4 separate regions of the Mus musculus genome follow, and regions 2, 3 and 4 are each linked to region 1. The links are chromatin contacts, called in public HiCAR-type, HiChIP or PLAC-seq and Micro-C maps. All regions are on one chromosome and are shown on one strand. Each heading gives the region's core, a stretch centred on a gene start, on an enhancer-like site or on the middle of the called end of the contact. The rest is flanking DNA. Distances are from core to core; before and after follow the strand shown.

Region 1 (4,075 bases), core at 580-3,079:
AATGAATAATACCTTTCTGATGTTTGGAAGAGGACAGTTGTAGCAGTGAAGTATATTCACCTAATTTAGAATGTCAAAGCTGTTGGCCATCTTGTTCTGTTCACTTATTGACAAACTGTCGATTTCATTACCATATTCCCTGTCTACTAGTTGTGGACATCCAAGCAAACAGACCCCTTATACGGGGTCTGAAGCAAACAGCAAGCTTGTGGGCTTTGTGTGTGTGTGTGTGTGTGTGTGTGTGTGTGTGTGTGTGTGTGTGTGTGCACGCTCGCTGCATTTCTTTCTTTCACTTTACTGTATTAGTAACTGACTATATAAAGTCAGACTGAGAGAAGTCACCAATGTTTTCCTTCTAAGGGGAGAGAAAATAAAGAGCACATTAAATTAACCTCAGTGGAATAGGAGTTTAAATGAATGGTGCTTTATAAATTATATTTAGATGCATAGGGACTTTTTTCTTCTTCTAAATTACTGTCAAGTAAAGGAAATGAGCTGGTTTTTGAGTCTGTGGGGTTTGAGGTATTGTGAAAATATGTTTTCAAAGGTCCCCTGTGCATTTCTCACTGGGCCTGGAAGGGTTAAGTCTGAGCACCCAAGTGTTATGGAAAGTGCTGAGAGTTGGTTATGTCCTCTGTCTGTAATGTCACAGGAAAAACAGTGGCACCTGCATTACCCCTCATTGACTCAGGAACGACAAAAAAGTATTAGTAAGCAAAGCTCAAGAAATGAGTATCTCTGCTGATACCATTTCAGTGTTTTTCCTTCATTCCCTGGACATTCTTGATTTCAAAAACAAACTGTACAGCCCAAGGCACTAGGGTTGGAGTCCAATGTTTATTCAAAAAGGCACCCTGAAGCCATGAGGAAGACTGTGCTACATATGAGAAAAGAAATAAGGGGTGGGGGCAGGTGAGTAGCTAAGCTGTTTCAGGGATGGCAGCAGCAATTGTATTTTCTAGCATTTGTTTTCTGGGAGCCTATGAGATCCACGGAAAGAATCATGAGGGGGAACCCAAGAGTCTAGGGTGTTGTGGCTTGCTTGCTTTACAAGGAGCAAGGCAAACTGCAGTAACAGTTTAGGAGACTGCATTCTCTACTGCCAAGGAGACAGCTGATTTGGGGTAGAGAAATTTGTTTAGACCTAAACAAATGTGGCGGTTTTGTTGACTAAACATGGAAAGAAAGAAAGAAAGAAAGAAAGAAAGAAAGAAAGAAAGAAAGAAAGAAAGAAACAAAGAAAGAAAGAAAGAAAGGAAGGAAGGAAGGAAGAAAGGAAGAAAGGAAGGAAGGAAGGAAGGAAAGAAAGGAGAGAGAGAAAGAAAATCGGGGGTGTTGCCTTCAAACACTCCTCTAATAGGGAGGGAAAAAAAAGAATCTCATGAAAATGTATCACATGAGGAGCGCTTGCTTCAGTTCCAAGCTGAGTCTGGGGCTACTTGGAAACCATTTCTTAAAGCACACACATTTTAGGCAAGGGTGTAGTTACTGTGTCAGTAACAGGGGATCTTTGCTATTTGCCTGTTTTGGATGGAAAATAAATTTAAAAAAAAAAGATTGCAGGAGATTTGAGTTATTATGTGAGCAGGGCTCCGGTTTAGAGTTGGTGGCATTCAAAGCTGGCTTCAGTCACAGTGTGATGCTTGAAGCCTCCCAAAGGCCAAGTGTTTCCTTTTCTTTCTTCTATTTTTTTTTTCCTCTCTCTCTAAGCGTTACTTCACTGAGGCAGAGGGCTGCCTTGGAGTGACGTCAGGAGTTTGTGCAGCAAGCTTGCACAGGAGAAGGGAGGCTGGGTGAGTGACAGCCCAGCCTACTTTTTAATAGCTTTGTCATGTGACTGGGGACTGTAGTAAGACAGGTGCCTTCAGTTCACTCTCAGTAAGGGGCTGGTTGCCTGCATGAGTGTGTGCTGTGTGTCAGAGTGGATTGGAGTTGAAAAAGCTTGACTGGCGTCATTCGGGAGCTGGATGGCTTGGGACATGTGCAGCCAAGACTCTGTATGGAGTGACATAGAGGTGAGCTGGGGCTGAGTATTGCAGGACCGGAGCTTCTCTCAGATGCAATGATTCCTGGAGGGGGGGGGGGATGGGCTAGGGGAGAGGAGGGGACATAGAAAGTGGCTCAGCGGGAGCTTTTGGAGGGGGAAATCTCCATCTTATCTTAACTCCAATAAGTTTGCTATTTTAAGGTGGCTCGGAGATGCCTTGAGCAAATCAAAGCTTAGCTGCTGTCATCAGTATCTGTAGCAGTTAGAAACTCTTTCCATGTGCCTTTGGCTCTGTTTCTACTCATATGCAATATTTATGCTCTAAGATATTGATATGAATCAGGAGCTGAAGTCTTTCCAGTGTTCAGTGGCCTGCTTGGAAAAATGCCATTTCTATTTATAAGAAAATGAAGATAAACATTAAAATGAATTGTGTTAAAAAGAGAGTCCGTTTTGACTCTCGTCAGGATTTATCTTTTCCGCCCTCCTCTCTCTGTTCATTAAACAGAGAATTTACAAGACCCTAAATATTCCTGCTGGGTCTGAGTTAGGTTGCTTTTCCCACAGAACACAAAACGACAGTGCTGTTTCCTTTAAAACACTTGTGTGCGGCTGAAAGGGTTGGCTAGCGAGTTAAAAAAAAAAAAAAAAATCCCAGCCTTAAGAGACCAAAGCTTTCTGTTTGCTTCTGTGGCGAGAAACCGAACGGTTAAATCTCTCTACCACGGAGAGCTGCCTGAAGCCGGGAGAGAATGGAGTTTATGCAGACCGTGTGTGGAGCAGCTCACTGCTTGTGTAAAAATAGACCGCAATACATCAATTCCACAGTCTCTGCTGGCTACAATTCATACAGGGGAGGAAAAAACACAAGCAGTTTCCCCGTAATCTCTGGAGTCTAGCTGGGGCCAGAGGACTTCAGCGTGTTTGCATTCAGTACAATGGAATGTTCTCGGGGAAAGTTTGAGCAAGTTGGAAAACAAGTGAAACTTTTGTGGACTCTGGTGAGATGGACCCGAATTGAATTGCGCGGAGGATCGGAGCTGCTAACTAACAATGGTGCTTCCTCCCGGTAGCGGGGGCACGTAGGGTAAGGGGGAGGGTCAAGTGCCACACGTGATTTGATTAAATAAGATGTCCGTGTGGTGCAGTGATACACATCTAAAGTGAAAATGATTTGGCGAGGCCGCCTGCGAATGCATTTTTCCTATCTAGCCAGGCGTGCCCTGGGTCCTTAACTCTTTGCTGGGTCTGCAGATGTTGGCTCCGTTTGCTTTCCCTAGGCTTTGGCAGATCGGATTTGCAGGTTATAATTATTGTTATCTTGTGATTTCTTGGCAAGGCAGAATAGATATAGATAATTCATGTGTCCCTTGGCTATTGAAGTCAGAGTTCTAAGTGGATTCAAAGTCCTAATTGTTGGAGTAGCCAGCGTAACCCGTGGGTGGTTGTCTGGCTGGCACCATAGCTCTCTTCGAATCACTTTCATTTTTACCTCTTGGATCGTTCCGAAACTGCTCAGAGACTGAAGAGCTGTGATCTAAAGGAGATGAGGAAGATTTGCCTTAGTCAGAATTCCTGTGATTGTTTGCAAATAAACGCCATAGCCATTTATAACCATGGCTTTAAGTTTGTTCTTTCTTTGTTTTTCTTAAGGAGTTGGGGATAGGGGCTCAGCGTCCAGCCTTAGATTGAGTCTCAGTTAGTGCGGCATAGTAGACAGCCAGCTGCTAGAAACCCGTGCCTTCGAGCCTGTGGCTCTGGGAATCATTCCTGCCTGTCGAAATATTACAAGCAGCAGGTAGTGTGGGCAGCTTCCATTTTTTTGAATCATTAATGCTTGCTGTCATCTTCAAACCTATTATGTCCTTTCACACATAATGACAGGACAGTGTATTGGTTAATAAAAACCCAAACCACCAGAGCTACTCAGAGTCTCCTGGTATTTCACAGCTTAATGGAGGGGATGTACAATAAGGTTACTAAGATTGATAGAGACAGATCACCTGACACTCTTCACGAAGACTGTCATTCTTACCTGCCTCCATACCTCCCAGTTCAACTACTGTTTTTATCACAAGTTAAGTTTCT
Region 2 (4,075 bases), core at 1,130-3,629, 920 kb before region 1:
AGATTTAGTAGCTTACTAGTTTGTCCTTCCAGCCCCTCCCCCAATTCTTTAGGGCATTAGTTTGAACATCAGCAGGACTGGGATTGTGGGCTGCAGTGTTCGTCCCCTTTTCTAGGATGAGTTCAGGAGGCACAAAGCCCCCTCCCAAACCCCACAGGTAGGCTGGCTTCTTCTCCATAGTCCGTTCCCAGTCAGTCAGTCTATTCTAGAAGCTTTTGTGGATGAGGTCTGTCTTAGTTAGGGTTTCCATTGCTGTGAAGAGACACTACGGCCACGGCAATGCTTGTAAAAACATTCGATTGGGGCTGGCTTACAGCTCAGAGGTTTAGTTCAGTTCCATTATGGCGGTGAATCATGGCGGTGTGCAGGCAGACTGTGGTGCAGGAGAAGGAGCTGCGACACACCCCCTCCAACAAGGCCACACCCCCTAATATTGTCATTCCTTGGTGACTAAGCATTCAAACCAATGAGTCTGTGGGGAGCATTCCTATTCAAACCACCATAAGAAGCCACCAGGCTATGGTGTCAGGCCTGGATGCTCCTTTAAGGGCAGAGAAGAGAGTTCTTTATCAACAGTGTTACTACCGTGGATACCAGTTACTGCCGGAATACAGCAAACTAGCCCCAAACACAGAGCCTCAGCCACTGCTTATTTATTGGCTGAGTCTGTGGGGCATCAAATTGGGTAGTGATAGCTGGCAGCTGGACTTACTCGTGCACCATGTCAGATGGGACCTCACACATGTGGTGCGTGGTTGGTGTCCGTCTGTCTAGGGAGTCCAGTGACATCCATTAAGCCATTCCGGGACTGCTTTCATGGAGGTGCTCACAGGTCCCCATGAGTACTATGCAAAATTAAGCCCTGCCCCCAAAGACGCTTAATGACTTGATTATTATAATACATTTGTAAACGTTGCTTGGGCAAAGCAGATCAAATGATGAAGAGCCCAGGATGAGAGATAATGGAAAGATTTTGGAAACACAGAAGAGAAGGGAAGAACAGAGCTCGGCCTTTCCCATTCTCATCATGTAGCATGCTGGGGCCAAGGCCGCTTCTCCACTTTTCAGCACCCAGCTTCCATGTCACAGAACTGACCCGCTCTCAGCAGGAACTGACAATGTAAATCCATGGTGGCCGTGAGGTTTCTACAGCTGCCAAATGGACTTACCAACTTCTCAGGCCACCTACTCCTTTATACAAGCTGAGTTTCCCCAAGTATGGAAAGCTTTCTGTTGGCAACTATGTGGGGGCGGGGATCACATAGCATTCATCTGAGGTTCCCTCTGGAGGTCTCTAGTCTTCCTTTCCCATGAAAGTTTCATGGAATTATCTTTAGAAAGTTTTTTTTTTTGAAAATTTTATACAATATATTTTAAATATTCTTATATTCTTTCCTCTTCTTCAAGACCTCCTAGGCCCCTTCTCTTCACCCCCAACTTCTTATTTTTTCTCTCTCATAAAAACCAAAACAAACAAAAGCATTTAAAAAAATCCGTGACGTTCTATTGTGTTGGCTGACTAGGACTGAACACGGGGCCTGCCTTGCCGTGTGTTTGAAATATCACTCTGTTAAGAAAACGGATTTTCCCTCTCCCAGAAGCTATCAGTTGCAAGTCGCTTCTTGGTTAGGGGTGAGACTTTGCGGCCATGTCTCTTCTCATTTTTGTGTCTGACTTGGGCTTGTGTGTGTTTTGAGAGTCCATATGAGCCCTGTTGTGCTTGCAAACTGTTTCCTCGAAGTCACCCACCATCTCTGACATCTCTTTGCAGCCTTTCCACCTCCTCTTCTACACAGAGCCCTGAATAGCACAATCTTCAGCTGGCTCCTCTCTTAACTCATGCTAAATCCCACCACCAAGCTTTTTGGCCCTATTCAGAATTTAGAGTTTTATTTTCAAACTTTGTACTTGCGTTCTAGTACGACATCAGATACTTAAAAAGAAATGTTGGTCGCTTTAAAAATCAGTATAATGTATGTACAGTATGGTGAGCTTCATTCATACGCTCGACCAAAAGATGTAGAGCATCTACTGCGTGCCAAGGTTGCTCCAATGTGTACTCAGGGGAAAGAAGGGCCCTTCCTTGGTGGAGCTTCAGTTTCAATGGTAGAGGCCTGACCTGGCAGGGGATGGCTGGATGGAGGAGTTTGGCTTCTCGACCTGGGGATGACACCCACCTGTTCGCCAGCCTCCCTCCCTCACCACAGGCCTGGGAATGCTGGAGTCTGGGGTTATGTGATGGTTCACATGCAGAGTCCCTTCCTTCCCTAGGAGACACAGCTGGTGGCCTGGGGTCCCCGGGGTGCCGCGGCTGGCACCGGCCCCGAGCCACTGTAGGGCAGTGGTTGGGGCCCGGCTCCTCCTCCCCTTCCTCCGCGGAGGCTGACGTGGAGGCAGCGGCGCGGGCAGCCGCGGGAGGCGGCGGCGCGGAGGCTCGGAGGTTCCTGGCCCTCTCCGGGCTGCGCGGGGCCGGGGTGGCGGCGGCGGCGGCGGCGACAGGAGCAGGAGGAGGAGAAGGGAGGCGGTTGTGCAGCCCGCCCGCGCACGCAGGAGGGGACATGGACGGCGATCGGACCGAGAGCGACTGGCAGGGGCTGGTGAGCGAGGTGAGGCCGGGGCTCCGGATCGGCCTCCTGAGCCGCTGCAGCAGGTCCCCAAGCCCTGTGAGCCCGGGTAGCAGGTGGCCGCGGCAGGACCTGCAGGTGCACGGTCCACCCCTCACGTTCGGGCCTGCGGGGGAGCCGCGGTCGCCCGCACCATCTGGTGCCAGGCTTTGGGGAGGGGCCTTTCGCTCGCCAGCGTTTGGCCTAGGATTGGAGAGACTGAGAAGCCCTGGGATCCGGGAGGGGAAAGAGCCAAGCCCCACCTGCCTGCCTAGTCACCACTGTTATGGAGGCAAGCGATTGGATGATTCCCGATGCTGAAAAGGTGACGCCTGAGGGACCATCCGGGCCCTTGGGTAACAACTGGGCAGGTGCAATGACTTGGAGCAGCGGTTTAAGTGAAAGAGTTTGGCATCCTTGCAATGGTTGGTTCATGCGTTCACTTACTCCACTCTCTGAGCTCCTGTTTCCCGCACCTACTATGTGCTGTGAGGTAGTGAAACCATTCATTTCTCAAAGGAAAATGAGACAGGTACAGAGGTGATGTGACCTGTGGATATAGACAACTCCACGCCCTCCCCTGTGAATGGGCCAGAAGGAAGCTTTCAGACTCTTAGGCTGCCTTCTCTCTGATCCACCCAGTTGGTTGGCTCGGGTCAGGCAGCTAGCTTCTCCAGGTGAGAGGGATCCTGATGTCTTCCTTCCCCTAGCAAGCTACCAATTCACCTCCCTCACCTGTATGGACGGCTCCTCCATTATCTAGCCACTTAACACCCAGTGTGTGTAGAGCAATGAACTCCACCACTTAGAGCCACTTAGTTTAGTTCCTTCAAACATTGGTCTAGCACTGGAAGGGGTTATGTCTCGGCCCACGGCCCAGCTCTATCTTCTCTGTCAGGTTATCTTCTCTATCAGGCTTTGTGTCAAGGAATATATCCACTGGGAATCTCATCTCTGGGCCCATCCAGAATCATCTATAGCAGTAAAAGATGATGAAGGTGGGGGTGGGTTCTCCATGGAAGTCCAGGAGTGGGTGCTGACTTAGAAGGTACGGTATTCTTGTTCAGGTAGATCTGTGTTGAGAATGGTCATTCCAAATCAAGCACACTACCTGGCCATGGGGATGCACGCCTGTGGTCCCAGCTCTTGGTAGAGGTAGAGGCAGGAGGATCAGGAGTCCAACCAAAGCCATCCTCTGCTGCATAGCGGGTTCAAAGCTCTCCCTCCAAACAAATAAACAAATAAACAATAAACAATAAACAAGAAGTTACTTACACTCTTCTGCTCTTAGAATGCAGTGGTCCCCAACTCAGGAGACACTTCAGCACCTCCTGCCTTCAGAAAACACATGATGTTTACTAGTATAGTCTGGGAAGAAAGCCACTCAATAAACAATGAAAAACATCTTGAGAAAGGGACTATAATCAAAGCTAAATTGTACCAGGTGTCCCTTCAGGGTGCCGCCCAGTGCC
Region 3 (4,075 bases), core at 451-2,950, 560 kb before region 1:
CCTTGGCAGCCCGAGTTGGTGGGCGTCAGGGTCGGGGCAGGGGTGCCAGGCAGGTTCGTAGGGTCAGGTTGGGAAACCTGAAAAAGATGAGAACCTTGAAGAGGGATCCTTTTCGAAAGAGGCAAACTATTGGCTTCTCTTCGGGTAAAGTTAGTTTAAGTTGATTAGGAAAAAGCATCTCCCTCAAAGACAACATCTTTCTTCTAGAAAGGGGCACTCGCGTTGCTAAGAAAATGGCAAGAATGTCTGAAAAAGCAGCTGGTGCTGCTCTGTGGATGGTGATTAGCTCACAGACTGGTACTGGGGAGCGAGCTAACCTGAGTGCAGAGAAATTGGCTGGCGGGGAGAGCAGATGATTTGAAGTATTGATTTCTTCCACCAGTGGTACGGTATGAACTTTAAGATAAAGTGCAGAAACAAACGAAAGACAAGCATTGTTAGAGGAAGGGGCGGTCACTACCCTAGCTCTGCTTGTCCGGTGGGAAGTGCTGGCGAGCGTTGCCTTAGGAGACTTGAGGTTTCCGGCTCAGCCACCGTCACCATTTTCAAGGAAGGAGAATTATACAGCGTGTGCATTAGGCCTTGCTGAGCTCCAGTTTGCCCTTTCAGCATCTGAGCATGGGCAAATGACTACGAAAACTGCTTGCAACTACTGTTCCTACGGAGGACAAGGAGAAAACAAAGGCAATAGTTTCACATTTTATCCCAGGATTCAGGCAGCGTTGACTTGGGGAGAGAGGCCTGGGCCAAAATTTGAAAGAGTGAGACTTATTCATGATTTTACCTGAATTGCTGCCAAAAAAGCGTACAAACCCTTCATTCCCTAAAAATAGCATCGTTCTTCAAGTGTAATTTGTTTACCTCAATTAAAAATAAAACCCACTTCTTAGTGTTATAAAGTGCTTATGAAGGTAAGGGTTGGCTGTACTAAAAAAAATCAAGCTTTTTATTTCTAGATCAATATGATGTGCTCTCAACATCTAATACCATGTAAAAGGAACCTTTTTACAACATCAATAGCAGGCAGGCATGTCTACTAAGAACCTCCTTTCCTGGAATCCCAAGGCTGTTTGATTTCTTTCGTTTTCACAAGAAGCACGATTATGACACCGTTCATTATAAACAAGGGGTTGAAAAATAGGACGAGATGGAAAATCTGGAAAGTAGCGAGTCATTTATTCACTTATAAAAACCAGGCAAACAAAAACAAGCAAATAAACAGACATTAAAAATACTCCAGCTACGGATCATCGTGGAAAGGAAAGAATTTAGTTATTTTGTGACATTTATTGAAGCTGGAGGGGGTGGCTTGTTGATTTTTTTTTTTTTAGAGAGAGAGAGAGAGAGAGAGAGAGAGAGAGAAAGAGTCTAATGTGTATTAGAGCCGAAACTACATCTGTTGCCATTTAGAAACTGGGAGATTCCATCCTGTTTCTGAGACCATGCTGCAGGTATTTTTGCATGGGCTTTCCAATGTGCAAAACAAACCACAAGTGTGTGTGTGTGTGTGTGTGTGTGTGTGTGTGTGGGCAGGAGTGGAGTGTGTGTGTGTGTGTGGGGGGGGGAAGCATCTGCTGAGGAGGAACCTGTTTCAGTTAGAATGAAACCCCCAATTAAAGTGTATCTGTGAGATGTGTCTGCTTTGGCTCAGTGCAGCAGACGGCAGCCCGTTCTTTAATTTACAGTTTCACGCCTAGGGATGGCAGCAGAGCAAGCTTCCAGCCCTCAGCTTTCTCTTTTTATGTTTTGCCTTTCAGCCTGGGCTTCTCCCCTGGAGTTGTTTAAGCGGTCAGGCTCCATCCTTGGCCATTATCTGCTTGCTTTTAGGACCTGGGTCACCTTATTAGTTGCCACTATGTCAGCCCAGATCGAAGCAGGCCAGGTCTGTATGATACAGAATCAATCAGTTGAAAGTGAAAAATGAAGCCAATTAGCTGATTGCGTGGGTGTCCCAGAGAGGCCTGACATCTGACTTTCCTCACCTGATCGGACAGTTCCTTGGTTCCCTGGTAGCTTAACCCCCAAGTTTGTGAAAGATGCATCACTATCTGGTGTGACTATGCATTTTAACTTTCTTTTGCCTCCTGCACCATCAACCTCTGAGCTTTCAATAGAAAATGGCCTCCCTGGAAGAACAGCCCAGATGCATCTTTGCAGAGCAGGCAGGGTTCCTGTTGAATTTGGCTCTATAGTTTTTGTTATTCAGTGCTTGGGGCTCTTTGCACTTCATCTTGTCTAGCAACGTAGAAGTTTTAATACAGGCTCATTACAGAAGATAGGTAGGTAAGTTGTTGAACACGTCTGTCTGTTCTTTTGTTTTTGGTAGGAGTAGGAGAAGCTTGGCATTAGTTCTGGGAATAGAGATAGACAAAGCAGGAAACACCAGGTAGAATTGAATATATGTATGCTTTCTTTCCGACTATTCCACAATTCTTAAAGTGATGACAGTGTTTAGATCCATAGAGATGTACCTAAGGCTTGCAACTGGGAGGAATCTACTTCCATTTCCAGCACCTACGTAAACATCACAGGCATGGTGGCATACTGTGGATGCAGAGACAGGAAGCTGCCTGGGGCTCACAGCATAGCCAGTTCAGCTTAGTGAGTGAACTCTGGAACAGTGTTGACAGTAGTGATGATGGTGCTGGTGAGCGTGATACCCGAGGCTGTCTTTTAGCTTCTGCATGCACACATGAGCATACTCACCCATGTATGATGTATGTCTGTTTACACATACATGACACAGTGCACAGTAACAAAAAGAAAGACTTGTCGGGACATACATCGGTTGCCACGGTCTTCCGGTAAGATGAGCTTCCTCTTGGTAGCTTTGGTTTGAAAATATCCTGCACCTTTATAAATTTCTATAGACACAAGATCACAGGATTTTGATTGTGGCTACTACTTTTTTTTTAAAATGCTGTTTCAAACACTTTACACCGGTATGACTCCTTTAGTCTCCATAACAACACGGGGTAGAGCCTTGTCTTGTTATTCCCATTTTACAGAGAATGCAAACAAGACAGAATTAAGTGCTAGTTAGGAGCAAGTAGTGGGGACTGGTTGGGCAGCCAGAGGCCAGCTTCCTCTTACTGTCTCCACTCCATTCCTCTCTGCAACACAAAAGCACTGTGAGGCTACACACCCATCCCTTGAAAGTCTCTGAGGATGCCATCTGTTTGCCTTTACAAATAGTGAACCTCTCCTTTGCTTGTCCAAATCTTCATCCCCTCTCTTTCTTTTCACTTTTTTTTGATGCCATATGCCCATGTACATGTTCATGTATGTTTACCTAAATGTATGTGCAGGTATGCACACATGTGTGTGGGATGCCCAAGGTTGATGCCAAGGGTTTTCTTCATCTGCTCTCTCCTTATTCTTTTTGAGTTAGGGTCACTCACGGAACCCGTAGCTCACAGTTCAGCTAGACTGCCTGGCCAGCAAGCCCTAGTGATCCCTCCTCCTGGTTCTGCCTTCCAGTTTGGAGACTTTTATATGGGTGCTGAGGATACTGGTCGTTGATATTAATGACTGCCCACCCCCCACTTCCTTTTCTTTCTTTTATATTGTACATAGAATTCTTGGGGGTGAAGCTGTCTGTCTGTTTTGGTGGAGCCAACTGTAACCACCTGATGCTTTTTCCCTCTTGGTGATGGGCCTTGCTAGATACTCGAGTTTATTACTCTATTTGATTTGGATAGTTGATCTGGTCAGAGAAACAGAGTCTTTAGATTGGTCAAATTTCTGAATCAAGAAGAATGATTTTACAATTACTCAGATACATTAAAACTCTCTCTCTCTCTCTCTCTCTCTCTGTCTCTCTGTCTCTCTGTCTCTCTGTCTCTCTCTCTCTCTCTGTCTCTCTGTCTCTCTGTCTCTCTGTCTCTCTGTCTCTCTGTCTCTCTGTCTCTCTCTCTCTCTCTCTCTCTCTCTCACACACACACACTGTATGCATACACATTTAGGTATGCATTCATGTCCCTTTAGACACGAATTCATATCAGTTTGGTTATGTTTTCAATTCAGACTGAGACTTGCTTTTCTCATCACCCCCCGTTTTTCCAGGAGTCTTCTG
Region 4 (4,075 bases), core at 1,053-3,552, 510 kb after region 1:
ACTAACCAGTATCCCCAGGGCTCATGTCTCTAGCTGCATATGTAGCAGAAGATGGCCTAGTTGGCCATCACTGGGAAGAGAGGCCCCTTGGTATTGCAAACTTTATATGCCCCCGTACAGGGGAACGCCAGGGCCAAGAAGTAGGAGTGGGTGGGAAGGGGAGCAGGGTAGGGGGAGGTTATAGGGGACTTTCAGGCTACCATTTGAAATGCAAATGAAGAAAATATCTAATAAAAATTTGAATAATAATAATAAAACCTGAGTGAGTACTGGAGAATCTACCTTGAGTCCTTCTGCTTCCAGGATAATCCCATTCACTGAAATTCTTAAATGAGACAGTGCTTAGAGTCACCTTATAAGGAGTAAGACATTTGACACCCCTACCCCATAGTAACTGTGAGGTTAGGGAGAGCAGGCTGCTCCACTTTACAGATAAGAATAGTGAGGCCCAGACAGAAGAAAGCCTACCTATATAGCATACCATCAGTACTGCAGTCACCTTTTGCATCTGCCTTACCACCGCCCACCGTGCTCAGGGTGACGGGGCAGAGTCTCCTCTTTCATATAGAAGGAGAGTATTATACCTTTGCATGTTATCAAACGTGAATGAATGAATATATGTGGAGACCCCTCCCAAGACTTCAATGTCACTTTCACTGTTTCCAGGGGACAGACAGCAAAAGTCTGTCTGGTATAGCTCACATGCTCAGCAACTCAAAGGTAGTTTGAGTTTTCTCTTTGGCTTTACATCTTGACGATGACTTAGAGATACATTTTTTTCCCCCAAGCGGGTTAATTAGAAAACCTAAGTACTTTACAGGGTAGCTCAGTGCTATTTGCATATGACCATTCCTCTGCCTCCCCACCTTATGACCTTTACCTTCTTGTAGAATTAAAAGAGGTGAGTCTACCCCTTTCTCCAAATAAACCTCTGCCTGGCTAGTTTCTCCAGTTCCACGACTAATGTTGAATGATCATGGGCATGACTCAACAAAGAACCTAGCCATGCCTGCCTCTCTGACTAACTCTTTGTTATCTCCATACATTTTTAGCACTGTGTATTGTTTTATCGTTTCAGTCCCTGACTCCTGGTTCCTTTTCCCTCTGGTTCCCCTTTTGCAGCTCTCTTGACAATGACTGTTATTTTCAGAGCCTCCTAAAAGCTTTGTAAGCACCCATCTGCCTTGGCCACAAGGAGCGCAGTCATCACCTGCCCTTTGAAGCTCATATGGCATGCACTGGGCTGGGTCTGAGTCAGCTCAGAATGGAGAACAGGCCGTGGACAAGTTGCCAAGAGAACTAAGGTCCGGCCTGGCCCTCCTCCTGTCTTCTCATGTGACCTTGTAGGCTGCTCTTAGGTTTGGCCTCCTGGAAATAGCAGACTAATACTGTTTTGAGTCAGGAAGAAATTTTAAGTCATGATTCCCAGGCTGCCTCAGAAAAACATGCCTTGCGTTTTGAAACAATGCAGATTTCCAGGCTCCATCTCAGCTCATATGAGTTCTGGAAATGGCCAATCATTAGGTTACCTCTGCATTCTCCTCAAAATCACAATGTCACAGGGAGCCAGCATTTCTAGGTCTACTCCATTTCTTCTGTCTCGTACAGAAGCACAATCCTTAACACTTTGGGAAAAAAGAAGAACACGTTTGGGAGCCCCGCTTTACTAAATCTCAGGCAGTTATCCAGCTGAGCTTAAACTGGGCTATGTCGCCATACTCTGTTCTAATAGGCACCACAGGGACTCAACTGGCCCGGCCACCCACTAAGCTGTTTCTTCATTGCACTTGTGCTGGTGTTGGCATCTGGACTGCTGGGGACAGCAAGCCTCCCCAGGGGCAGTGCTGGTCTTTGAAATGCCAAGGCAGTGTCCTTGTACATATTGGGGCACAAGCGAGGCAGAGATCTGGATGGCGCCTACTCTGAAATGCCACTGTGGAGCCTGCAAAAGATCCAAGAGTGGATCGGATTCCCAAGACCAAGCTGGCAGCCGTCTGTAGGAAAATCAGATTCCTCTGAGGCCTTAGAGGTCACCAGAGGGCACATGACTGCCCCTGGTCAGAGGCTGCAGGGTAGCTCAGGACAGAGTAAAGGGCAAGTAAGAATCAAGGAGAGAAAAGGTGACAAGAGGAAATCTACTTCGGTTATAATTTTTTTTCAACTTGGCAATCCCGGATGATGTGTGGCTTGGGAAGAAATTCACAGCAACTTTCTATCATTTCAGCCATCATAATCCTGCACCAGACAGCACACACAGCCCTTGTGTAAATGACTCAGCGGTCAGCTCACAAGCTCCTTGCAAAGCAGCAACAAAGACAGGAATGTGTGGGCAAGCACACACACACACACACACACACACACACACCACACATGCTCAGGAACTCGCAGCACACTTGCTTAGCAGAAGCTTAAACTCTCGCTGATCATTAACCTTTTATTAAACTTATGGCCCTTCGGAGTGAGAAGGGTGCCTTAGCCGTGCTTAGACTTTTCAAGAGCCTGGCAGCAGCCTAGAGTAAAATTGGGATGATAAATGAATAAAGGTAACAAAAACTCCAGTGTTCCCAGCTTCGTGTTAAAAGGTAGCTGTGGTAAACACCTCCACAACTGCATACACAGTGGACTGTAGCATAGTAGGAACATTCATTGCAGTTTTCAGTGGAAGGCTCTTGGCCATCATGAGTTTTTAGAGCTCTTAGCTGAAGACAAGTGGACCTAGTAAAATCTTTAAAACATATTAATTCCAACACTGGCACATTAAAAAAGGGTCACTGTTAATAAATAACATAACCAGGATCATGTTCTACTATTGTCAACACCATGAAATTTGTCTGTTCTATGGAAGAGCTTCTCATAGGTAATGAGTCTGAATTACAAATGCCTGTGGTTCTGTGCCTGGCAGTGTGTGTCTGAGCGGCTGGGAAGGCTCTTATGTAGTTGCTGAAGTGTGTAGAAATGTAAACATTGACAGAAACCTATTTGAAGTGCTTGTTTACTACGCCAGTTACATATGTACCTTTTCCAATTGACCTTGCAAATGAAACACTTTGCCACTGAAGGGGAATAGAACGTGCGTAGAAGTCCTCCCAGTGTTTATTTTTACATTGAACATCAACTAGGCCCCAAGGCTAATGCCATTGACCTGTAACACACATAGAGATGGCAAAGCAACTGGTCACTTAGTTGGTCAGTAAGCGGTAAGGCCAGGAGGATCCTTGTCCTCAATGGGACACTGCCATCTGGTGCATGCCCCTAGTGAGACATGTAGAGAACAATAGCCAGAATTACAAGAGAGTGGAGGAGGCGCAGCTGCTTCAGGAAACACAGGGCTCCTGCGGTCTCAACCACAATCTGTAGATGAGGATAGTCAACCAAAGAGATGTTACTATGTAGATGGAAGGAGTTACCTATAGATGTGATGGAGAAACAAAATTCCTCAGTGTCGCTTAAAAGCCAAATATCTGTCATGGATTGTCCATCTCCTTTAAGCTTGAGAGTAACCCACTGAAATGGTCATATAGCAGGGGAAGATGCAGAGGACCAGAGATATATGCCTGGACTCTTTCAGTTAGCAACTGAACTTGCCTCCTAGGTTACTTTTATGCTTGGATAAATATCTGCCTTGAAAGGAGAGATGTTCTTCTCCTTATCCAAGTATGGTTCAAAGTAGGCCTAAACAATTCTTCACAATCAATAACATACTGGAATGGGGAGATGTCTCCAGAGTTGCTCATTCCTAATATCTCATTGTCTAGCAGGATCAGGAGATTCATGTATCACAGTGAGATAGCACTCCTTAAATCAAGCACAAAATTAAGACTAGAGCTAGGCAAATGATATAATCAAACATTTGCAATTTTTCCCTGTTAAAACACAGGAATTCCAGTTCTCTGATGAAGCCAAGGAAAAGAAGCCAATAACCTTTCCAGTTTAAAGCTTAGCAGTTTTTTTGTCATATACTTTTCTTTTTTTTTTTTAATTAGGTATTTTCCTTGTTTACATTTCCAATGCTATCCCAAAAGTCCCCCATACCCACCCCCCAATCCCCTACCCACCCACTCCCCCTTTTTGGCCC

What was found. A called contact is a pair of places that touch in the nucleus more often than the background predicts. HiCAR-type assays count read pairs that join an accessible place to other places. HiChIP or PLAC-seq counts read pairs in DNA pulled down with a chosen protein or histone mark.
Region 2: a contact with region 1 is called in a HiCAR-type map of astrocytes, with 3 times the contacts expected there. The contact joins the promoter of Ccdc149 here to the promoter of Ppargc1a in region 1. A contact is called at or near these places in 2 of 115 datasets of contacts at active chromatin or transcription factors (astrocytes and embryonic midbrain).
Region 3: a contact with region 1 is called in an H3K4me3 HiChIP or PLAC-seq map of forebrain, with 6 times the contacts expected there. The contact joins the enhancer-like site here to the promoter of Ppargc1a in region 1. A contact is called at or near these places in 2 of 39 promoter capture datasets (liver and maxillary cranial neural crest), 9 of 484 Hi-C or Micro-C datasets (LSK cells, cerebellar granule neurons, cerebral cortex and 5 more), 12 of 115 datasets of contacts at active chromatin or transcription factors (astrocytes, cardiomyocytes, craniofacial prominence and 9 more) and 1 of 9 other capture datasets (embryonic stem cells).
Region 4: a contact with region 1 is called in a Micro-C map of muscle stem cells, with 4 times the contacts expected there. The contact joins the enhancer-like site here to the promoter of Ppargc1a in region 1. A contact is called at or near these places in 3 of 39 promoter capture datasets (3T3-L1-derived adipocytes and liver), 4 of 484 Hi-C or Micro-C datasets (brown adipocytes, muscle stem cells and myocytes) and 2 of 115 datasets of contacts at active chromatin or transcription factors (hepatocytes and kidney).

What each region holds. Positions count from the first base shown.
Region 1 is chr5:51,551,675-51,555,749 of GRCm38.p6, reverse strand. It overlaps Ppargc1a (peroxisome proliferative activated receptor, gamma, coactivator 1 alpha), which reads left to right and starts at 1,829. Exons shown (of 13, transcript NM_008904.2): 1 at 1,829-2,015. The coding sequence starts at 1,968.
Region 2 is chr5:52,469,882-52,473,956 of GRCm38.p6, reverse strand. Ccdc149 (coiled-coil domain containing 149) reads left to right here and starts at 2,379. Exons shown (of 13, transcript NM_001379231.1): 1 at 2,379-2,606. The coding sequence starts at 2,559.
Region 3 is chr5:52,108,811-52,112,885 of GRCm38.p6, reverse strand. It overlaps a transcript of Ppargc1a not described here. Among named protein-coding and RNA genes, the nearest start is that of Gm40302, 19 kb to the left of the region's middle. Within about 2 kb of position 1,700, at least 11 of the 459 cell types and tissues checked have an H3K27ac peak or open chromatin away from gene starts, as enhancers often do. A contact at or near this core is called in cortical neurons and forebrain, where this site is marked.
Region 4 is chr5:51,038,933-51,043,007 of GRCm38.p6, reverse strand. No RefSeq gene overlaps it. Among named protein-coding and RNA genes, the nearest start is that of Gm29924, 250 kb to the left of the region's middle. Within about 2 kb of position 2,302, at least 30 of the 459 cell types and tissues checked have an H3K27ac peak or open chromatin away from gene starts, as enhancers often do. A contact at or near this core is called in 3T3-L1-derived adipocytes, brown adipocytes, hepatocytes and 2 more, where this site is marked.